Linked DNA regions of Mus musculus: region 2 is linked to region 1. A link is a contact called in public HiChIP or PLAC-seq data. All regions are on one chromosome and are shown on one strand. The core of a region is the stretch at or near the end of the contact, and the rest is flanking DNA. Distances in the headings are between cores, read along the strand shown. Region 1 has its middle 66 kb from the start of Gm12519. Region 2 has its middle 94 kb from the start of Gm42291.

Region 1 (4,748 bases), core at 1,113-3,612:
TGATGCTAGGCTGCATTGGCAGAGAGCTGCTTTTTGTTTGTTGTGCTTCCTGTCCAGAGCAAGGGACTAGCAGGTCGCCTCTGAGAACCATGGGGCATCACTCCTTGACATGAGCAAAGTTGAACACTAATGAAAGAAATTCTAATTTTTTTCCTTTGGATTTCAGAATGGTTTGGGTGACAACCATTTGCATAAGAATATTTAGATTAGTTACTGTGTGCTTCTCTCATCATTGTGTTTGGGGAATTGAGAGCCGTGAATCATTTGCCTTAACAGAGATTGAGGTTGAGTGAATCAGTGTTCAATTGACTACACTAATGGACACCCACTCAGTAACACTAACACCTAAATTTGATACTGATGACAAGATTCTGGAATTCACTTTGACTGACTAGAATAAGACATTTGGGAGCCTTGGAGAAGTATGAGTGTATTTTGCATGTGTAAGGGATGGGAACCATCAAGGGTTAGGGTCAGACTCATAGCTAGCCTTCTAGGCATCTCTGAATGATCCCAGTCTGTGGATTTCACATCCTTGTACAGACACCCCCAATATTAGACAGAGCAGGCCAGCAGGCCTGGACCATGAGTAAGCTATTTCAGAAACGACGGAGTGTGACTTTTGAGTCTAGGTCATGAAAAACAAACTGGCTTCTTTCTTGCTGACCCTCTGTGGGATTGGTCATATGGAGGAAGCCAGATGTGATGTCAGATGAGCATTGGGTGGCAGTAGGGAGAGTTCTACATGGCACTGAATGAAGCCCTCCTGCCAATAGCCGGGCAAGCCTTCAGAGGCAGCTGTTGTAGACTCCCTGAGAAACCCTGAGTCATAGCCTCCACATAAGCTCTTCCTGGATTCCTAACCCCCAACACAGAGATGTATGTTTGTTATTAAGCTTCATTGTCCCCAGTTTGGCCAAGTCATGTGGGCTCGTATCTGAATCATGGCAGCTACTTTCTCTCTCTTCCTTTCCCCTAATTCCCTTTCCTCATGGGGACCTGTGCAAATGGAAGAACATAAACCTATGTAGACCCCATTCTTCTCAGGACAAAGCCCAGGTCTGACTAGATCTGAGCAACACGACCCGTGGTGGCTTTCTGAAACGTTTCTCTCATGGCTCTTTTAACTCCAAGTTCAGACCAACCACCAAGATGTCTTTCATTGTACAGGCCTTTGTTCCTGTTTCTTGGTGTGGCTTTTCATATAGGCTTCCTTCTTCATGTAGTACTCCTCTGACCTTTTTTCCCCAATCTGTTATTCTCTTCTTTTTGGCCATCACATCTGTAAGGAACCCATTCTGATCTTCCCTACCCATGATTGGAGATGACTTTTTTTTTCTGCTCTGTGTCAATGTATTCCCTATTTTATGTTAATTACTCTTTCCATCACTGTGATGAAACAGCTGACATAAACAAGGCATAGGGTAGGAGATGTTTATTTTGACCACAGTTCTAATATGACAGAGAGGCTTTTGAGTGTGTTGATGGGAATGTGTTAGCTGCTGCACCTTCCTATGACAGTAGACAGGAAGTAAAGAGATACTGGTAACCAAGGTAACTACAACCTTCAAGGACTGACTCCTTGTGAAACATCCCCACTAGCTTAGCCTCATACCCAAAGGTCCTACAACTTCTTAAAACAATGTCACTAGGAGCAGACCCAGTGTTCAAACACAAGATCTTGTGGATGACATTTCAAAATCAAACCATAAATTTCCTTTACCACTCTTCTAAGCATCCTGTGATATGATTGACTTGTTATTGGCAGTGGGGATATTAATAATTTCTTATAATTGAAGCTCTCTGGATCCCCTGGTAAATGTGCTATGAAGACACTTCCTGTACTTAGGATTTCTACACCTTGGCTTTGATCTCCAGACTTATCTGATTTTACTAAGGGCAGGCTGGAAACATTGAAAAGCTGAGCAGCTCAATCAACAAAGCAAAAGAACTGGTAAATACATAGTTTACCTTCTTTACCCTAGTGCCTACCGCATTTCTAAGATATGCTAGACAAGGCTCCAGTGAATTGGAGCCTTCTGTGAGCACAGGAATTCTCTCCACACGAACATACCCTTAGTTTATCGTTTTGTCTTTCCCACTTTCCATTCTAAACCCCCTTACAGCTTCACACATCCTTTTCCAACAACTTTCACACATGTCCCTTCTCTGAGGGTCTGACTCCATAGCAGGTACCTGCCCCCAGGTGCACTCATTTACTTAGCATTTACTACAAGCTGTTGGCCAGGCCAAGCTTTTTGTTTGGATTAAATATATTAGTTCTCTTAGCAACACAATGAGATAGGTACTAATCCATAAAAGTGAGGTAATAGTGCTTAGTCATAGGACTGTTCTGGGGATTAAATGGGGTAACATGGGTAAAGAGCTTAGCGTGTGGTAAGACTGGGGGAGAAGATAGACATGAAGGGCTTAGTGAAGGCCTCAGTGCTGGTCTCTATGACCAATCAATTGCCCAAGATCACTTGAATGCTAAGTATTGGATTTTTACAGAGTTCTGATAAATTCTAGAGTGTTCAGTCATCATCCAATAAGGGTATTTCAGTTATTTTTCACAGCAGACTATAAGGTATTTAAGAGTAAGAACTACACTTAATATATTCAGCTTTATTTCCAGAATCTAACATTCAGATGATAGAAAGAAAAGAAACTTGTATTGAAAACATCTATCTTTTGGCTCCTGCTACACATTCACTTTGTATTACTCATTCTTATAAAACTTTGTTCTGTGATCCATTAAAATAAACCGAAAATTCCTATCTGAAAACAATATGTTGGTTTTTTTCCCCTGTTTAGGATAGCTTGCTTGTTTCATAGACAGAAGTACCTGGCTTTATATTTTTCTCACATATAAAAGAAGCAAAGATCACATTCCCTATCATTGCTATTGTCTGTTACACAGCAAATCACCTTGAAATTGAATAGCTAAAGACAACACACACACTTATGAACTCATATGGTTTCTGAATTCAGATAGCTGTTGCATGGATCTGGCTGTTCAGCTCAGAGTGGGGGCAGGCAGTGGTCAAGTTGTCTCGCTGGGTTGCATTCAGAAGGTTTGACTGAGGCTGCAGGTTCATTTGTAAGCTCTTTATACCACTGCTGATAATGACTCTTAGCTCCTTCTCAAGCAAATCTGCCATAAAATGGTAGTTACCTTTTCTGAGTCAAAAGGAGAGGAACAGAGAGAGAGAGAGAGAGGTGCCCAAGATGAAAGTCATAAACCTGTTGTGACTTAGTCTCCGAAGAGACATGTGATCACTTTGACCATGTTTGTAGATGGTCAGAAGAGTCTATAAACAATTGTTTTGGAATGGTTGTTAAACTTTGGATAATCTATCTGATTTTTCAACCCTGATGCAAGAGGAAAAGATCAAACAAGACTGTCAATACCAGCGGGCAAGCTCTCAGGAGAGGGTTTTGGATGCAGTGCAATACTTCACATACTAAGGTACAATGAGGGGTTTTTGTGCCTTAGCATCAAGTTTTTCCTCAAATGTATTAAATCTATTTTATGGACTCAAGACTGGATAATCAAGTTTTGAACGTAAAGAACATAGTTTGCCAGGCAAGATTTAACAATCACTCCAAGACAATTGTCCCTAAATAAATATGGCTATTGAAATTCATATCCTGCTGAAGACCAAGCCAGCAATACTGGGGACAGCCATCTGCAGAGCACTCCATTTTATTTTCTGGTTTGAATAATAGCTTACTGTGTATTTTATTAATCTTAACAGTTCCATGGCATATATACTTTCTACATGAGAACAATGAACTTTACAGAGTCATTTGTCAAAGGACACAAAACCTACCAGTGATAAAATCAGGATTCAAACCTGGAACTCAAGATTCCAAATCCCATTTTTAAAAAATATCTTTTACTACATAGTGGCAAGTTACTCATGTTATTAACTAAAATAAGAATTATTGCTGTTGTTGTCTCTTGCTGCAACTTCTATATTCATGAACAGCAGTTTCCTTAGAGTACTCCTGTTGTTGTGCATGTGTATGGGATATGTATGTGAATGCAAATGTGTATGGATACACATGCTATAGCATACATGTATAAAGAGCAGCAAAAGACTCTTCTTCTATTCTCAGCCTCATTTGTTGCTGTTGCTTTGTTATTTTGAGACAGGCTTACTACATAGCCTTATCCTGGACCTTGATATATAGACCAGGTTGGTCTAGAACTCATTTTTAATGTAAGTAATCTCACTGAATCTAGTACTCACTGATTGGCTAGACTGCCTAGTCAGAAGTCCAGGGATTTGTTTGTCTCCATTGTCTCAGTGAGGGGATTGCCCACTGCCATACCCAGCTTTCCAACACCGGTAAAAGGGATTCGAATTCAAGGCCTCAAGCTTGTACAGGAAGCTTGTTACTCAGTGAGCTGTCTCCTAGCTTTTCCTCATGGTTCTTTTGTATGTAACTGTCAATGAAAACGATCTGCCACTCATAGAATATGTCTAGTCATTACGAGTCAGAAAACCCTGAAATTGCAATGGTAAGTTATTTGAATTTTAAAGCATGGCTGGTCCATACTGCCTGGTCCCCTTTATGAAAAGGATAAGATAAACCATTTAGAAAACATATTCCTTGTAGTCTGTGGTGTCAATGGCTGGTAAGGCTTGTACACGTAAACACTGTGGGCTTTTAACCAGCAAGGTATGCATACAAAACCAACACTAAGCCCCAGGAGTCCATCGTGACAGAACTGGGCCTTC
Region 2 (4,748 bases), core at 1,166-3,665, 160 kb after region 1:
ATCAGGAGCTCCAAGGATGTTGTCCAGGACCCTGAATTTTAACAAACTCTCCAGTCAGTGGTTAGGTGTACACTGTACTTGAAGGTCCTGGCTGATGTAGTAAACTGGAGGGCTTTACACACACACACACACACACACACACACACAAATATATACATACATATATATACAGATACATAAACATATACATATATGTGTATATGTATATATACATATATATATTATCATAATGGGCTCTTTGTACATTTTACTTACTAGCAAAGAAATATTTTTGAGAGTTTTGAGTTCTCCGGGGAACCATCACTCATAAGAAGCTTTACAAACCAGCACAGACAGCACCTGTGTCAAGACAGGTGCTTGGTCTAACCAAGGAGGAAGAGGATTTCTAGTTCAGAGCATCAGGGTAGAGCACAGGCCTTTCCTAGCTACATCTTGCCAAGCCTGCCTGTGGGTCTGGAAATCAGGGCAAGGCAAGATTCCCACGTACAAAATTAGATCTTGGAAACAGGTTAGTTGTCTTGGACAGACTTAGCACGATGGAATGTTATCACAGTGCTGATCTACACACGGATCTATATGAAACTGAAGTGAAATCGTGCTGTCTTTCTGAGAGAAGCTAGCAGCCTGAGCCAGCAGATTCTGCCATTCATCCTTGCACAAAGGCAAAAATTGAGTTTCTAGAGAGCGTCTAGGACCGACCTTGCTGACACTCCACCCTGGCCCCTTACCCTTTCCATTATGGGTGGAGGGTTAGGCCTTTTGTAACATTTTGTCCAGAGGAGTCTCATCATGTCCCACAGAAAGAGGCCAAGTTCAGGTTTTTCTTTACTGCAGAGACACTTCATTATTCAGTGAGATGAGTGAATCAGCCTGTGACATATTGTTGCATGGCAACAGCAAAGGGCGCATCAGAGGCCGTGTAAACGTCCCTTGCCACCTCTAGGTCATTAATCTGGAGCAACCCATCGGGTCGACGTTTCTCTTTCCATGTGTTGTGCATCAGTCATCAGTCACTTCTGTGGTGAAGAAGGAACACAAAAAATTTTACAACTAGATCGGAGGAGGGGGGGCACATATTTATCTGAAAGATGGCCCGACCCTCAACAACAGTCTTGATGACCTCTGAACATCAATTATTTGCAACATAGGGACATAATGTATCTAGACAATACGATGAAACACCAGGACACTGAATAGCTAAGTCTCAAGTTGAATTAGTGCAGTGCCTTTGTCTTTGTGAAGTTGGATCTACTGGAGTTGTACACAGAAAAGGAGCTCTGCATCTCCTCTTTCTGTCCCATTTTTTAACCAAGCCTTTCTTCACTGTGGTTTTAGCTTCAGGAGAAATTAAACAATGCTAGTTTTAAAGAGACCATAATCTAGGCAAATTCCATTCATCCTTTGTCTCCTTTGATGATCACAGTAATAGGTTAACTCTCCCCTTTCCACATGGAAGGTAGGACAACTCTGTGGAGTTCCCAGTCTCTTTTGGGCCTTTGCAGTAAACTCTCTTCTGTTCAGTTAGACATTGCTTCACTCCTACCTGGAAGAAGCCTTTAGACCCAGACTGTGTGAGCACAAATCCACAAAGGACTTGCCCCAGGTCCTAGAGCCAGCCAGCCTAGAGGTTTAGATTGTAAGGCTCCAGAAACTTCAGGCAGGGCCCCCCTGCCCTTCAGCCCTTTCCTTACACATAAAAAAAAATCAAGGTCAAGAGAACCCTTTCCCAGAGGGTCACACAAACCTTGAGTTTGACAAAGAACCCTCAGAGGCTGCTCTCTTGATGGCATTTCTAACCAGGGCTTTTGTGCGGAGAAGATGGCATTGGAGGGAGCCTGGCATTTCAGGGGCTTAGCTCCTGTTTATCCTTGAATCTTCTTGGAGTCCCTGAGGCTATAATATCCATTTAGAAAGATTAAAGAGGATGTGATCGGGCCAGGACAGAAAGAGAGGTAGGGAGGTAGAGGAAGAAGAAAATAGAATTCTCTAGGACTTAGAATTAAGAGCCTAAGATGCCTCCTGAAGAGGATGCCCTCCTAAAGACACAGTGCTCCTTGGGAAGTCTCCAGCAGGTGAAAGGCTTGGATGGGCCTTTTTTTTTTCCCTCCATGAACTTGGTTTTTCTTTCCCACATTCTCAGGTGTGCTGGGAGGCCCTGGGAAGCCAGCAGACTTTTTCAAAAGACACTTCCACCTCCTAATCTCTTTGCCTACAAACCAAATATTGATCTATTTAGTAAACCAGCCAGTGGAGGAGAGCTTGTATAGCCCTGTTTATTCAGCAGTTGGGCCCCCCTGACAGCTGTTCACTGGGGGATTATGAAGTCACGGCAGTAATTACACTATAAACAGGGGATGGGGGAGAAGAAAGCCAGAAAGTGAACTGTGAGCTCTGTTACCAGGCAACATAAAATATGTAACCGGAAACCCAGCAAGCACGTACATTTCCCTAAAAGCCTCCCAGATGTCCTCACTTTGGGGCCAATGTTCAATTTCAGTTTCGATTTGTTTATTTATCCATCTTCAGATTGAAGACTGGAGCTGAGAATGTTGGAAGAGAAAAGAAACGAATCGAAACAAAACAACAAAACAAAACAAACTGCAGGGGAGAGTAGAGTTGAGCATTCCACCCAGTGTCCCAGCCTACAGGAGAAGGCTGAGGCCCCAGGTCCCTGCTATAGCAAGCTGTAGAGATCAGTGCACAAGGAGGTGGCTAACCCAGGCTTCTTCAGCTAAGACAGCTACAGGATAAGCAGCAAGGGAGAGAGAAGAACAGAAAAGGAGAGAGTGAGAATAAGGAAATAGAAACTGGAACCCACATAAAAGAAACCCTGGAGTCCCCTCGGCCACAGCCCCACCTAGTGGTTGCCCCATGTCGTCATAGACTCTAGTCCCTAAGGCATCCAGCAGCCCTGACTTTGTTCCAGTAGCTTTATCAGAACATGCTAATGCTAAGCTCACATCAGGTTCCCTGTTCTCAACACTTCTCCAAGCCTGTTTATTAAGATTCTAAGTTCAGAAGTGGATGCTCACGGTCAGCTATTGGATGGGTCACACGGCCCCCAATGGAGGAGCTAGAGAAAGTACCCAAGGAGCTAAAGGGAACTGCAACCCTATAGGTGGAACAACATTATGAACTAACCAGTACCCCGGAGCTTTTGTCTCTAGCTGCATATGTATCAAAAGATGGCCTAGTCAGCCATCACTGGAAAGAGAGGCCCTTTGGACTTGCAAACTTTATATGCCCCAGTACAGGGGAACGCCAGGGCCAAAATTGGGGGGGGGTTGGTATGGGGGACTTTTGGGATAGCATTGGAAATGTAAACAAGGAAAATACCTAATAAAAACAGAGAAAAAAAAGATTCTAAGGATCTGGAAAAGGACTTCAGAGTCCCATCAAGATTTGTAGCAAAGACCAGGATGACCTGTGTTTAAATTGGCCTGGCTTCTTCCAGTGCTCTACATGAATCTTGTTGTTTCTCCATGTTCCACGTGGAGCATGCACGCCCACACATAGACACACATTGGTCCCCACCTGGAAGAACACTTCTGTTGAGTCCTGTATTGTAAGCTAAACATTAACAGATTGGGAATATTCAATCTGGACAAGCTTTATCTAAAACAGAACAACAACACAATCAACATGACATGAACCACATTGGTGCTGTCTGTCAAGAATGCTGTCCACCAGTATTTTCAGACAGGATAGCTCAATAACCTGGAATTTACCAGATAGGTAAACTGGCTGACCAGCAAGTCCCAGGAATCTATCACTGCTGCTTCCCCTTTGCTGGGGTTACAAAGAAACAACCATGGCCATGTGGGGTCTGGGGATCAAACGCAGGACCTCATGTTTTGCTTTATAAACACTGTATCTCCCCCGCTCCCGAGAGTCTGGTATTTTTAGCAGAATTAACCACCTCTCCCAACTCTAGTCCTCTCTCTCTCTTCAAAGAGCTTCAGAGGTGTGCCAGAGACTGACAGAGAAGGCTTGTGGAGGCAGAGTTCATATTTCCAGGAACTCTGCAAATACATTCACATGTTGGGAGTTTGAAATACACTATCACAAAAGTACTTCCACCAAAATATAACCAAGCATTGCCAATCAAGCACTTCTTTTCTTACCCTGTCCCAGACTAATGGCTGACAAGTGTACCACTGACCTTGACAGACTGCTTTCAACTTCCCTTCAGAGTCAACATGGCATGGAGGTAGAATCCTGAAGGAACAGAACTCCGCTGAGGCTTCCACACAGGAAAATACCAAAGTAGACACGACCCCAGTGCGGTCTGAAAAGCAAAGATAGAGTTTTAGTTCTTCTCAACTGATTTCCATGTAGAGTAACCAGGCTGGTTGACTGAGAATATTTCCTTTGGGATGGATTCTTATTATGTCCACAGGTCACCCTGAGAGCCAGACACTGAATGGCCAGGTTGTAACAATAAAAATAGGCAATAAATAAATCCAGGTCATTGAACACGCTGCTGTCACCACCTGAGCCTTTAAGGTAACTCAGCACAGCAGCTGGACAAACTAAATCGTTCTGTTTTGTTTTCTTTTCAACCTGAGAAAAGCTGTCGAACTTCTTCTCCTAAACTGTAATATTAACCAAAGAGGCTGTCAGTTTGGTGACAGAGATCGCTGCACTGGGCACCATGATCAGAAGGCTTGCCACTTTGGCTGTTTAGGCCTCAATTTCCCTCTCAGGCAGCTGAGATGCTTGGGGCAAAGGAGTTCTAACTGCAGATA

What was found. HiChIP or PLAC-seq counts read pairs in DNA pulled down with a chosen protein or histone mark.
Region 2: a contact with region 1 is called in an HNF4G HiChIP or PLAC-seq map of pancreatic cancer cells. The contact joins two enhancer-like sites. A contact is called at or near these places in 1 of 15 datasets of contacts at CTCF or cohesin (large pre-B cells), 7 of 484 Hi-C or Micro-C datasets (the MNK3 cell line, adipose-derived mesenchymal stem cells, bone marrow-derived macrophages and 3 more) and 2 of 115 datasets of contacts at active chromatin or transcription factors (large pre-B cells and pancreatic cancer cells).

Annotation. Positions count from the first base shown.
Region 1 is chr4:56,064,054-56,068,801 of GRCm38.p6, forward strand. No RefSeq gene overlaps it. Among named protein-coding and RNA genes, the nearest start is that of Gm12519, 66 kb to the left of the region's middle. Within about 2 kb of position 2,363, at least 4 of the 459 cell types and tissues checked have an H3K27ac peak or open chromatin away from gene starts, as enhancers often do. A contact at or near this core is called in pancreatic cancer cells, where this site is marked.
Region 2 is chr4:56,219,801-56,224,548 of GRCm38.p6, forward strand. No RefSeq gene overlaps it. Among named protein-coding and RNA genes, the nearest start is that of Gm42291, 94 kb to the right of the region's middle. Within about 2 kb of position 2,416, at least 165 of the 459 cell types and tissues checked have an H3K27ac peak or open chromatin away from gene starts, as enhancers often do. A contact at or near this core is called in pancreatic cancer cells, where this site is marked.